Regions from separate parts of the Mus musculus genome. Here region 1 is linked to region 2. Evidence: chromatin contacts called from public HiChIP or PLAC-seq data. All regions are on one chromosome and are shown on one strand. Each heading gives the region's core, a stretch centred on a gene start, on an enhancer-like site or on the middle of the called end of the contact. The rest is flanking DNA. Distances are from core to core; before and after follow the strand shown.

The links. HiChIP or PLAC-seq counts read pairs in DNA pulled down with a chosen protein or histone mark.
Region 1: a contact with region 2 is called in a FOXA1 HiChIP or PLAC-seq map of pancreatic cancer cells. The contact joins the promoter of Notch1 here to the promoter of Paxx in region 2. A contact is called at or near these places in 5 of 39 promoter capture datasets (the SN4741 cell line, embryonic stem cells, liver and 1 more) and 2 of 115 datasets of contacts at active chromatin or transcription factors (pancreatic cancer cells and pro-B cells).

The regions. Positions count from the first base shown.
Region 1 is chr2:26,502,213-26,506,570 of GRCm38.p6, forward strand. Notch1 (notch 1) reads right to left here and starts at 1,610. Exons shown (of 34, transcript NM_008714.3): 1 at 1,286-1,610. The coding sequence starts at 1,346. It overlaps Gm35978 (predicted gene, 35978), which reads left to right and starts at 1,715. Exons shown (of 2, transcript NR_132655.1): 1 at 1,715-2,617; 2 at 2,952-3,135.
Region 2 is chr2:25,458,472-25,463,505 of GRCm38.p6, forward strand. Paxx (non-homologous end joining factor) reads right to left here and starts at 2,623. Exons shown (of 7, transcript NM_153557.1): 1 at 2,316-2,623; 2 at 2,184-2,244; 3 at 1,974-2,023; 4 at 1,696-1,886; 5 at 1,538-1,603; 6 at 1,304-1,388; 7 at 1,017-1,230. The coding sequence starts at 2,440. The coding sequence ends at 1,191. It overlaps Clic3 (chloride intracellular channel 3), which reads left to right. Exons shown (of 6, transcript NM_027085.3): 5 at 1-8; 6 at 94-301. The coding sequence ends at 252.

The DNA of each region.
Region 1 (4,358 bases), core at 360-2,859, 1.0 Mb after region 2:
AAGTGGACGGCAACAGAAAGACTTAGCAAATTCTCCCAAACTTCTAACCACACAGCCAAAGTGGGAGGGGATTAAGGTGCCCAGCAAAGCCCCCCGACAAGCCTCCACCCTTGCCTCAGTTCAAACACAAGATACGAGGGGACCGCAGGAGGGAGGGGGTGGCCACACTCAGCTCCCCGGATCGTGGGAAAAAGCGACAGCTGCGGAGCCCGCCACCCCGCCCTCCAACAAAGCGCCGGCCCGGGAATCAGAGCGGCCCATTGTCGCGCCAGGGCCGCCTCCTGGGGCAGCGGGGCCGCACCCGGAGACCTGCCCCGCCTACTCCGACACCCAATACCTGTTCGCAGGCATCTCCAGGGGCAGCCCCCGCCGCACCCAGGGAGGGGGTCTTAGAAACCCCACTTAGAAGGAATTCCACCCCGTTCTCGGGAAGGGGCTATTATTAATCAAGCCCCTCCCACGCCATCTTAAAGAGCTCTAAAAATTAAGCCTCGATGTAGGGCTGAGCTCGAGCGTCACATAAAACCCCACTTTTAAGGAAAGGGCAGGCAGTTCTCTCCTTCGATTACTGGGAGAAGAGTGCAGTTGGTTACTACAACAGGAGTACCCCGTTCTGTGAAGCCGGAAGGGAAATAAGGGCTCCCCTCTCCGGCTCCCGTTCCAATCAGCACAGGATTTTCAAACTTCCGAAATGAGTCAGTCCCACGCCCACCCTAGGCAGCAAGCCGCCTGCACATCGCCCCTCTTCGAAAGTTTGATTCCGGCTAGGGGACAGCGATCCCAAAACCCCATACTAGGAGTCCAGGGCACATCGTCTCTGCCCCGCTCTAAGTAAGCAACGAGAGTATAGCGCCCCTGACCTCACACTGCACCCCAACATCCGCCCTAGCACGGGCCGGAGGCAAAGAAGAATGAAAATAAATGGTCCCAAGAAGCAACAGGAAACCAAAACCGATTCGATTCAAATCGAAAAGTAGAGGCGCAAGCAGCATGTCCGCCCCCGCGGCGAGCCCCAGGAGCGTCTACCCAAGTGCGAGCCAGGGTTGGGCCTCCGGGGCCCCATACCACACTTCCAGCGTCTTTGGGCGCTATGAGAAAAGTGGGTACCCCTGGAAAGAGAAGGGTCCTCCTCACACGCCAGGACACCAGGTCCCACGGTCCCGTCCACCCGCTCTGGCTCTCAACTCTGGCAGCTGGTCCCTTACTCCTATCTACCCAAAGCGTGCGCAGGGCGCAACAGAAGTTTCTGAAAGGCGCCCGAAGTTGCGGGCTCGCGGGAGCCTACCTCTTGCGGCGAGCGCGGGCAGCAGCGTTAGGCAGAGCAAGGGCGTCAGGAGCCGTGGCATGCCTGCTCGCCAGCTGCCCGCAGCCCGGGCGGCGGCCTCTTGGGGTGGCCGGCGGGGATCGGACGTTGACGCACACCACCGGCGGTCCCGCAGGCGTCCACCCTCTGATGCCCTCTTTCCTGGCGGGTGGGCGGCGCTGGGCTCTCAGCGGCGCTGGGCCCTACAAGGCACCCGGGCTCGTTCCTTCACTGCGCTCGCACCCGCGCCCAGCGCCCGCGCCCTGCGCCCCACGCCCCTGCGCTCCCTCCCGCGGCAGAGGCACTAGTGAGGCTCTGAGCGGGCGGGCGCTCCGCCCCTATGGGGGCCCGCCCCTGCCCCGCCCCATCCCAGCGGGCTCCGCCCCTGGTTCCTGCGAACCCTTACCCCCTTGTGGACCCTGTCCCTCCCAGCGCTTTGGTGGGTTCTGCGCCTGTCCGGGCTAGGGAGCGCGTCCCGAGCCAGGATCTAAGGATCTTATGGTTCGCAAGACAAGGAGGAATGGAGGGGTGTATGGAATGGGCATCTAGGAACTACTTCTTGTTCGAAAGTTTACAGAGACCAAAAGTTTGAGCTGGCGCTGCGGAAGGATCAGGCTTTGTGTGTAGCCGCCCTCTGCGACATTTGGCCAGAATTTGCATTTCAATAGTAGAGGAGGTACGGGTCTTGTGGGAAAGGAAAGCTGCACGGGGAACCAGCTCCATCCTGGAGTTAGGTCTAGGACCGTGGGCAGGAGCAGCTGAAGTCAAGTTTGGGGGGAATCCTGGGGCAGGAGTTTAAATGTGGCGCCCTGGCAGCGTTGCGCGTGTCCTGTCCCTAGGGCTCCACTCCTGGGAGCTGTTTGGTCTCGGCTATAGGCATCAGGAGGATTGAGGCCAGGCACTCTTAGCCATGACTTCCGGAACGCTTGACCTTAAACGATGATGGCGTCGCGCCCGCAGCCTCTGTAGAAGGGAGTTCGGGGCTCCCTAAGGGAACTCCCCAAGGACTAGTGCCTTGCTGGACAGATTGCGCTCTCGATTCCCAGCAGGAACCCGAGTCTAGACGTTCCACGGTCACCCTTCTCACTGGTCCCTGGCTGTGTCCGACTTAGGTGGCCTGGGAAAGTGCAGAGTTCCAGTACAATGACTGCTAGCGTCAACACAGCCTCTCATGCTTTATCTCCACCTTGATGTTTGGACATCCTGTGCTAAGCTGCTTAGCACTGGGCGTCCAAGATGCCTTCCTTATCCCTTTGCAGTTAAAGTTCAATGGAATCTGGAACGAACAACACCTCCCCATCCTAAAACACGGTGGTGAGTTCAACAAGGAATAAGGGCCCCAGATTATATTGTCCTAGGACCCTCCCATCTCCCTTGACACACCTGTTCCTGAAAGGCACTAAAGGGCCAGTGCCAACAGCTGTCCAGCCCCCATCTCCTGCTCCTCTCAGAAACTGGCCTCAAGCCTGGGGGTTAGCAGCATGGGGTCAGTACCCGAGAGAAAAAGCGCCCAATGCTACAGAAATATTTATATAAGAGATCTGCAGCTCCAGAGAGCAGTTCCATAGAAGGAACGCCTGACTGCAAGTGCCTCTTCTGAGATGGGTCCTGAAGGCCTCTAACTGCTTATGTGTCGACTATATTCCAGCTTTGTCAGCAGGCAGCCTGACTTGGATACAAAGAAGGCCTTATCCTTCTGGAGTCTGGAGACCTGCGCTGACCTGGCGACATCTGCCTACCTGCCATCCCGTCTGTCCATGGGTGTCTGTATCTCTTCCACTGTCTTTGTCTAGCAATGAGTATGGCTGCACAGCAGACCAGCTGAACACAAACACTTGTTGGCTCTTTTTATAAGTAGAGGCCAACCACACAGGCAGGAGAACTTAGCTGTGGAACCCTGGGACAGCTGAGCCAGAAAAATGGCCTGGGTGGGGGGCAGGGCTCAAGTTCTTGGCAAGTGGGTGTGAAGCTGTTTCACACAGTAGACAGGAGATATTGGTCCTTCTAGTCCTGTGTCTACCAGGAAAAGGGCTTGGAGGGTAAAAACAACCAGCCAACCAACAGAAACAACAGCAACAACAACACCACACACACACACAACACACACACACACACACACACACACACACCAAAACCAAAGCTGTCACTCTTCCTGCTAAATACTCACTCAGCCTCAGATGTTCTGTTGCTGATAGACCTGTAACATTGTAACCACCTGCATCTGCATCGCATCATGAATGCAGACCAGCATGGCCTGGTTGTCCTGGAGGGAGCAGGTCTGTATGCAGGTATGATGGGCAGCATAGAGTCCCAGGAGTACCAGGGGGGTTAGGCCTCCGGAGCCTGGGCTACAGGTGCCTCTCCCTCCTGCAGGATCTCACCTTGTGCCTTGTGGGACCCAGAAGTTAGGGTGCAGGTAGAATGAGACTACCCAGTTCTCAGGAGAGGCTCAGAGATGTCCCTAGGAGAGTAACTGTCAGTCAAGCCAGTTCAGGGCACATGGTATGCTTGGGTGGAGTGACAAAGAGGACAACACAGGGAAGGGGTGCAAGCATGAAGTGGTCCAGGGTGTGAGTGTTCTGTCCTGAGTGGGGTGCTGTCAGAACAGGCAGCTACAGGAACATTCCAGATCACCACCCTCGGAATCCCACTGCTTACAACGCTTGGACTTAGCGATCCAAGAAGTGTCCAACCTAAAGGGTGCTTCCTTCTGACCACTGTGTCCACCACAGCGTGTCTGTCTTCTGGTGGACCCCTGAGCTGGATCCCTGGACTCTGAATCATAGCTACTAACTGACTAGCTTACTTTGGGCCCTTCAAGGCTCTAGGCCTCAGTTTTCCCCCTACTAAGTCAGTAGCTTCCAGTCTACTCTTTCTACTTTAAGTACTGCTTTGAACATTTTTCAGAGGTTTGACTATATCTCCATATGTGCTTTCAATGGCCTGAACTGTTGTTCCAGACAGGCAGGCCAGGGCTGGCTCCCTTGTGACTGGTGTTGGTTACCCCAGCTGTGCCAGTGTGAAAGCACATTCCAGGACCCCTGTCTTGCAAGAT
Region 2 (5,034 bases), core at 1,373-3,872:
TTGTGGATGTGAGTGAGGGACCAGCGGGTAGGGTGTGGGTGTGGGTGTGGGGCCATCGAGTGAGACCCTCACCACGCTCTGCTGCACCCACAGACCGTGTGTGCACACTTCCGCCAGCTGCCCATCCCCGCGGAACTGTCCTGCGTTCGTCGCTACTTGGACAGTGCGTTGCAGAAGAAGGAGTTCAAGTATACGTGTCCACACAGCGCAGAGATCCTGGCTGCCTACCAGCCTGCTGTGCACCCCCGTTAGCCCCACTACTTCCATACACTCATCTGCAGCCCCATAAAGCATCTCTGCCCCAAGTAATTGTGTCCTGAACGTCCAAATGGCCAGAGACCCACAACTACACCACCTCAACCCTATGGTGAGAAACATAGTTAAAGGTGGTGTCCCCAAATGCTGAAGACAAGAGAGTCCACTGGACAAAGCACAATTCACCCTCCTCCATGGTGTGGAACAAAGGCCTGGGGCCCTTTACAGCTGCCCCAGCACGGAGGCATCAGGGATCTAGGGGATTGGATTAGTCTCCCAAACCAGTCAGGCCAGAGCTGGGCGGGGTGCCCTGGATGGCCAAGGAGGGTGGGGAGCCCCATGAAGCTCAGCCTCTGGGATCCTGGCCAAGTGGGTGGGGGCAGGCCTCCATTCCTCAGTCCAGCCACAGACTGTGGGCCAACCATATCTCCTATAAGGGGCTTCTACTGTCTAATGCCCTCTGGTGGCCTCCAAGACAACGCCTCTGTGCTACCTGGGTGGGGCTTGCAAGTGTGGGACATCTAAGCCTTAGAGAGTTCTGGCTCTACCAGACCAGGACGCTCTCAGCTTCTGTGCTGGCCACGCAGAATCAACACAGTAGGTCTGAGAAAGCTCTGCTGCCTGCCTTAAGACCTAGGCGGGAGAGCCTCCTGGATGCCGAGAGCCTGATGCATCTGTTTGCCTCCCAGGGCTCCACAGTACACCAGAGGGGTCTTCTCGTGCCCCCTCCCCAAGGCCAATCTTCACAACTCAAGTCTGGCCTAGCATCTCTCCCCGAGGGAGCAGTTTATTTGACGGAGAAGGGATGAGAGGCACCTTTGCCCAACAGCAGGACCACAGGGGAAGTGAAGCAAGGGGTGTCTCTGATTAGGGGGTCCTAGATCTCCCCTTTCCTTGCAGGCAGGCTCCTGGCCAAGTAACAGGCTTTGCTGTCCTCAGGTCTCATCAAAGTCTACACCAGCAGCTGGTTTCTTACTAGAAGACAAGAGTATGTAAATACATAGAAGAAAAGGAAGGGACCAGGGCAGGGGAGACAGGTGGCAAGTACCTTTTGAAGCCAGGGTTAATGAGAGACTCCCCTGGACACCGTCTCCTGACCCCAGGCCCAGAGCTGCCTCTCTGGTGATCAAGTTCTGCCAGAAAATAGGATCAGGGAAATCTTGAACTCCAAAGAACCCTGGCCAGAACTCTGTCCACATGGAAAGATTCTCCCATGAGACATCTGGAGAGGCAGTTCCAGAGAAAGAGCAGCCCCAGCCCACATGCCAGGCCCACCCCTTACCTGGTAAGAACTGAGTGCCTGCTGGCTGGGTGTTCTTCTTGGGGCTAGTGATGGTCTCTTCTGCAGCTAAGAGAGAGTCGTGGCATCTCACTCAATGCCAGGAGGGTCTGCAAAAGCATGCCCCTGAGGGAAGGTACAGGTGCCCACACATACAGTACCTGCCAGCCGCCTCTCTAGGTTGCATACATGCTCTGCCAGGCTGAGAGTCAAAGCCTGCAGCCTGGGGGCTGCCTCCGGGCTGGGCACCTTGGAGAGGTCAAAGGCCAGGGCAGGGGTATCCCCTGAAAGGGTTATCAATGCTCTGTCTTCTTGCAGGCTTACAGTTACTGCCTGCTGTTGGCAGGCTGCCCTAAGGAGGGAGATGTGTGTTATGGCCAGGATGTGTTAGCACTACCCCAAGCTTCTCATTCACATGGCCTCCCTAACTGGAACTCACCTGAACCGGGAATGGATATCTTCAGCCCCACTTAGGCCAAATCGGGCTTTCTGCTGGGAACAAGGAATTGTCACTAACCCCGCCCAGGACCCTGGACCCACTGGACATTCCAAACTGCCCTACCCTGGAAATGCTATTAGAACCACTGCCACGGGGAGGGGGAGGGTGGCAAGCTACCAGCTGTCTCCTATCCCCAGCACTGTTACTCACGAGCCTCGCCAGGCTGTCAGGCGAGAAGCAGGTGCTCCAGAGCTCGGCGGCGTCCGTCACACTGGGTGGGAGGGGCTGTCAGGCACCGTGCCCGCTATGCTCCCGCACCCCACATCCCTAGACTCCACTCACTAGAGGTTGAAGTCGTCGCGGTCCCCGTCTCCACCACTATCCCGCTCGCAGTAGCACACCAGGCGGGGGGAGCCCGAACCCGGCGGCAGAATACAAAGCGGCAGCGACAACAACGGAGGAGCCATGACAGCAGGGCGGTCTCGCCGCAGGAGCCAAGTTAGATGTGGGCTGAGGGCGCCTGCGCAGAAGTACAAACTCGGTGACTCACAATCTAAGGTGTTCGCTCGGCGGCGGAACTTCTGGTTTCTGGAGGGACGGAAGGACGAGGCGATGGGCGGTACTCAAGGTTGACATTGTTTCCGGGTACCAGGCATTAAGTAAGAGGCTGACTAAAGGGCGGGGTTTAGCACGTGGGGCGGGGCGGGAAGCACTCGGAGGGCGGGGCTTAGCGCATTAGCTACTCAGTGCTATTCTGGGCTCTGTTCTTTGGCCCTTGCATCCAAACAGAGATCTACTATGGTCTCACTCCTTGTGCTCTTCCGCTTTTCTGGGTCCTTCTTAGCAACATATCTGCCGCTCTTCAATGCCGGTCTTCTTTCCTATCTATCCCCCAAGGGCTTGTACTGCAGGGCCTCCAAACTGTTGGTCACTTGTCCCTTCCTGTCACTTTAGATATAAACACATCTCTTTCTAAAGCTGAGTTGTAACAAACCAAAATACAAGAGTAAGTACAGTACATGTGGAAACGTTTGGAGATGCAGTTTTCTCCCGGGCAATACCCTCCCATTGTCTGAGTCACCACCCTCTGTGTGATACCTGTCAGCCCTGAGGACACCTTCACCAACAGGAGGTCTCTGGAACCTGAGATCTAATGGGAGAGATGACTAGTCCGACAGGACAGCACTCACACTGCAGCAAATGCTCATGAGAATCCACACAGGGCCTGCATAGTAGGGGCTGATGCCACCTGCAGAGAATGGAGCCCAGCAAAGGGTGTGCTCAGGAGGAGGCCTGATGGGAACAGAAGTCTTCCCAAGGCTGTGGAAGAGGGCTAGCATGAACCTATGAGAACCATGGTGAGAGTGGTTAGTAACTTGGTGAACTGTGCTAACATTTGAAAAGTGCCATCAGCCAAACATACTCAATTCCCACTTTCCTCTAGTTTTGCTCAACCCTGCTGAGGCTCCGGACTAGAGCCTTTGCGTGCATGGGTTTTTGCCTGTCTCCAGCCGGGTGTACTTACCTGTAGTTCTTTTGAAAGTGTCCTCTTGAGGATCCATGTAGAACATTTCACCTCTGCTCAAGTCTCCATCCCTCTCTCCCATGTCTTACTTTCCCTGCTTTTCACTGTGTACCGTACATCCTGGTTTTAGGAGTTTCTGGCTCAGCCTTGATGTCTGCCTGCATCTCCACCATTGTCTGACCCCCTCCTAGAAGCTGCATCTAAGGTCTTGCTTCTATTCTAGCCACTGGAATATGGCAGAAATGATGTCTGTCATTTCTCCCATCCCTACTGCATTGCTCACCACAGCACAAGGCAACCCAGGAAAACCTTTGATATTAAAGTATGGAGGCCTGCCTGTGCCAGAGCCAGAGCCAGAGCCAGAGCCAGAGCCAGAGCCAGAGCCAGAGCCAGAGCCAGAGCCAGAGCCAGAGCCAGAGTCAGAGCCAGAGCCCCAGAGCCAGAGCCAGAGGCAGAGGCAGAGCCAGAGGCAGAGCCAGAGGCAGAGCCAGAGCCAGAGCCAGAGCCAGAGCCAGAGCCAGAGCCAGAGCCAGGAAGCAGAGTCCTGTCCAGGCCTCAGGTCTGGGAGATGGTGAACGGCATCCTCTTCCACTCGAGGGGCCTGTCCCAGACCTTAAGGACCTGGAGATATCGCTGCTTCTTGTTCTAGGCTGCTAAAGTCTGCAAGGATTTGTTTCTCAGCCTCCCATGGAGCTGCTGGTTTTGTTTGTTTGCTTTGTTTTGTTTGTTTTACCAATTTGAGTGAAAAACTTTAAACCGACTACAAAGCAGAAATAACAGCATAATGAGCCCCAGATGGACGAATTATCAACATTTTGACAAATTTACAATCAATATTTTTATTAAATTCTATTTTATTTTATTAATTTTTGCATAATATTCACATTACAGGTGTCACTGAACTATACCCTCAAACATTTCGGGACAATTTTGTCTCTTCAAACATTGGTACTTCAGGGCGTGGTGGAACACACTTGTAAATCCAGATGGAAAGGCTGAAGCCCAAGGATCCCAGGTACCTGCTCAGCAGGAGTACACAACAGGGTCCTAGCACACACACAAAAGCCAAACAAGTTATACTGTGTCCAGTATAAACACAGAAATAATACACTTACCTTCCTGTGTGTGTGTTCTACATATTCACATGTACACACATATGTGCAAGTAGAGACCAGAGCCAATGTGAGCACCTCCCTCAGTTTATTATTATTATTATTATTATTATTATTATTAAGCATTTCTATTCATTTTATTGTGAGTGGGTGTATGTGTGTCATGGTACAGAGGTCAGAAGTCAAAGGGCAGTTAGTTTTCTTCTTCCATCCTTAGGTCCCAGGGATCAAACTCAGGTCATAAGCCTTAGTAGCAAGTACCTTTACCTTTAGAGGCATCTCAGTGACCTTCTATTTGATGTACTTGAAAGCTGAATCTGTCTACAGTGGCTCCCGGGACCCAGGGCACACATGGAACAGGGTGGAATGTGGCTTGCCTCATGTAATTGCTGTTCCAAAGCGGGAGCTTCTGGGCAGCTAAACC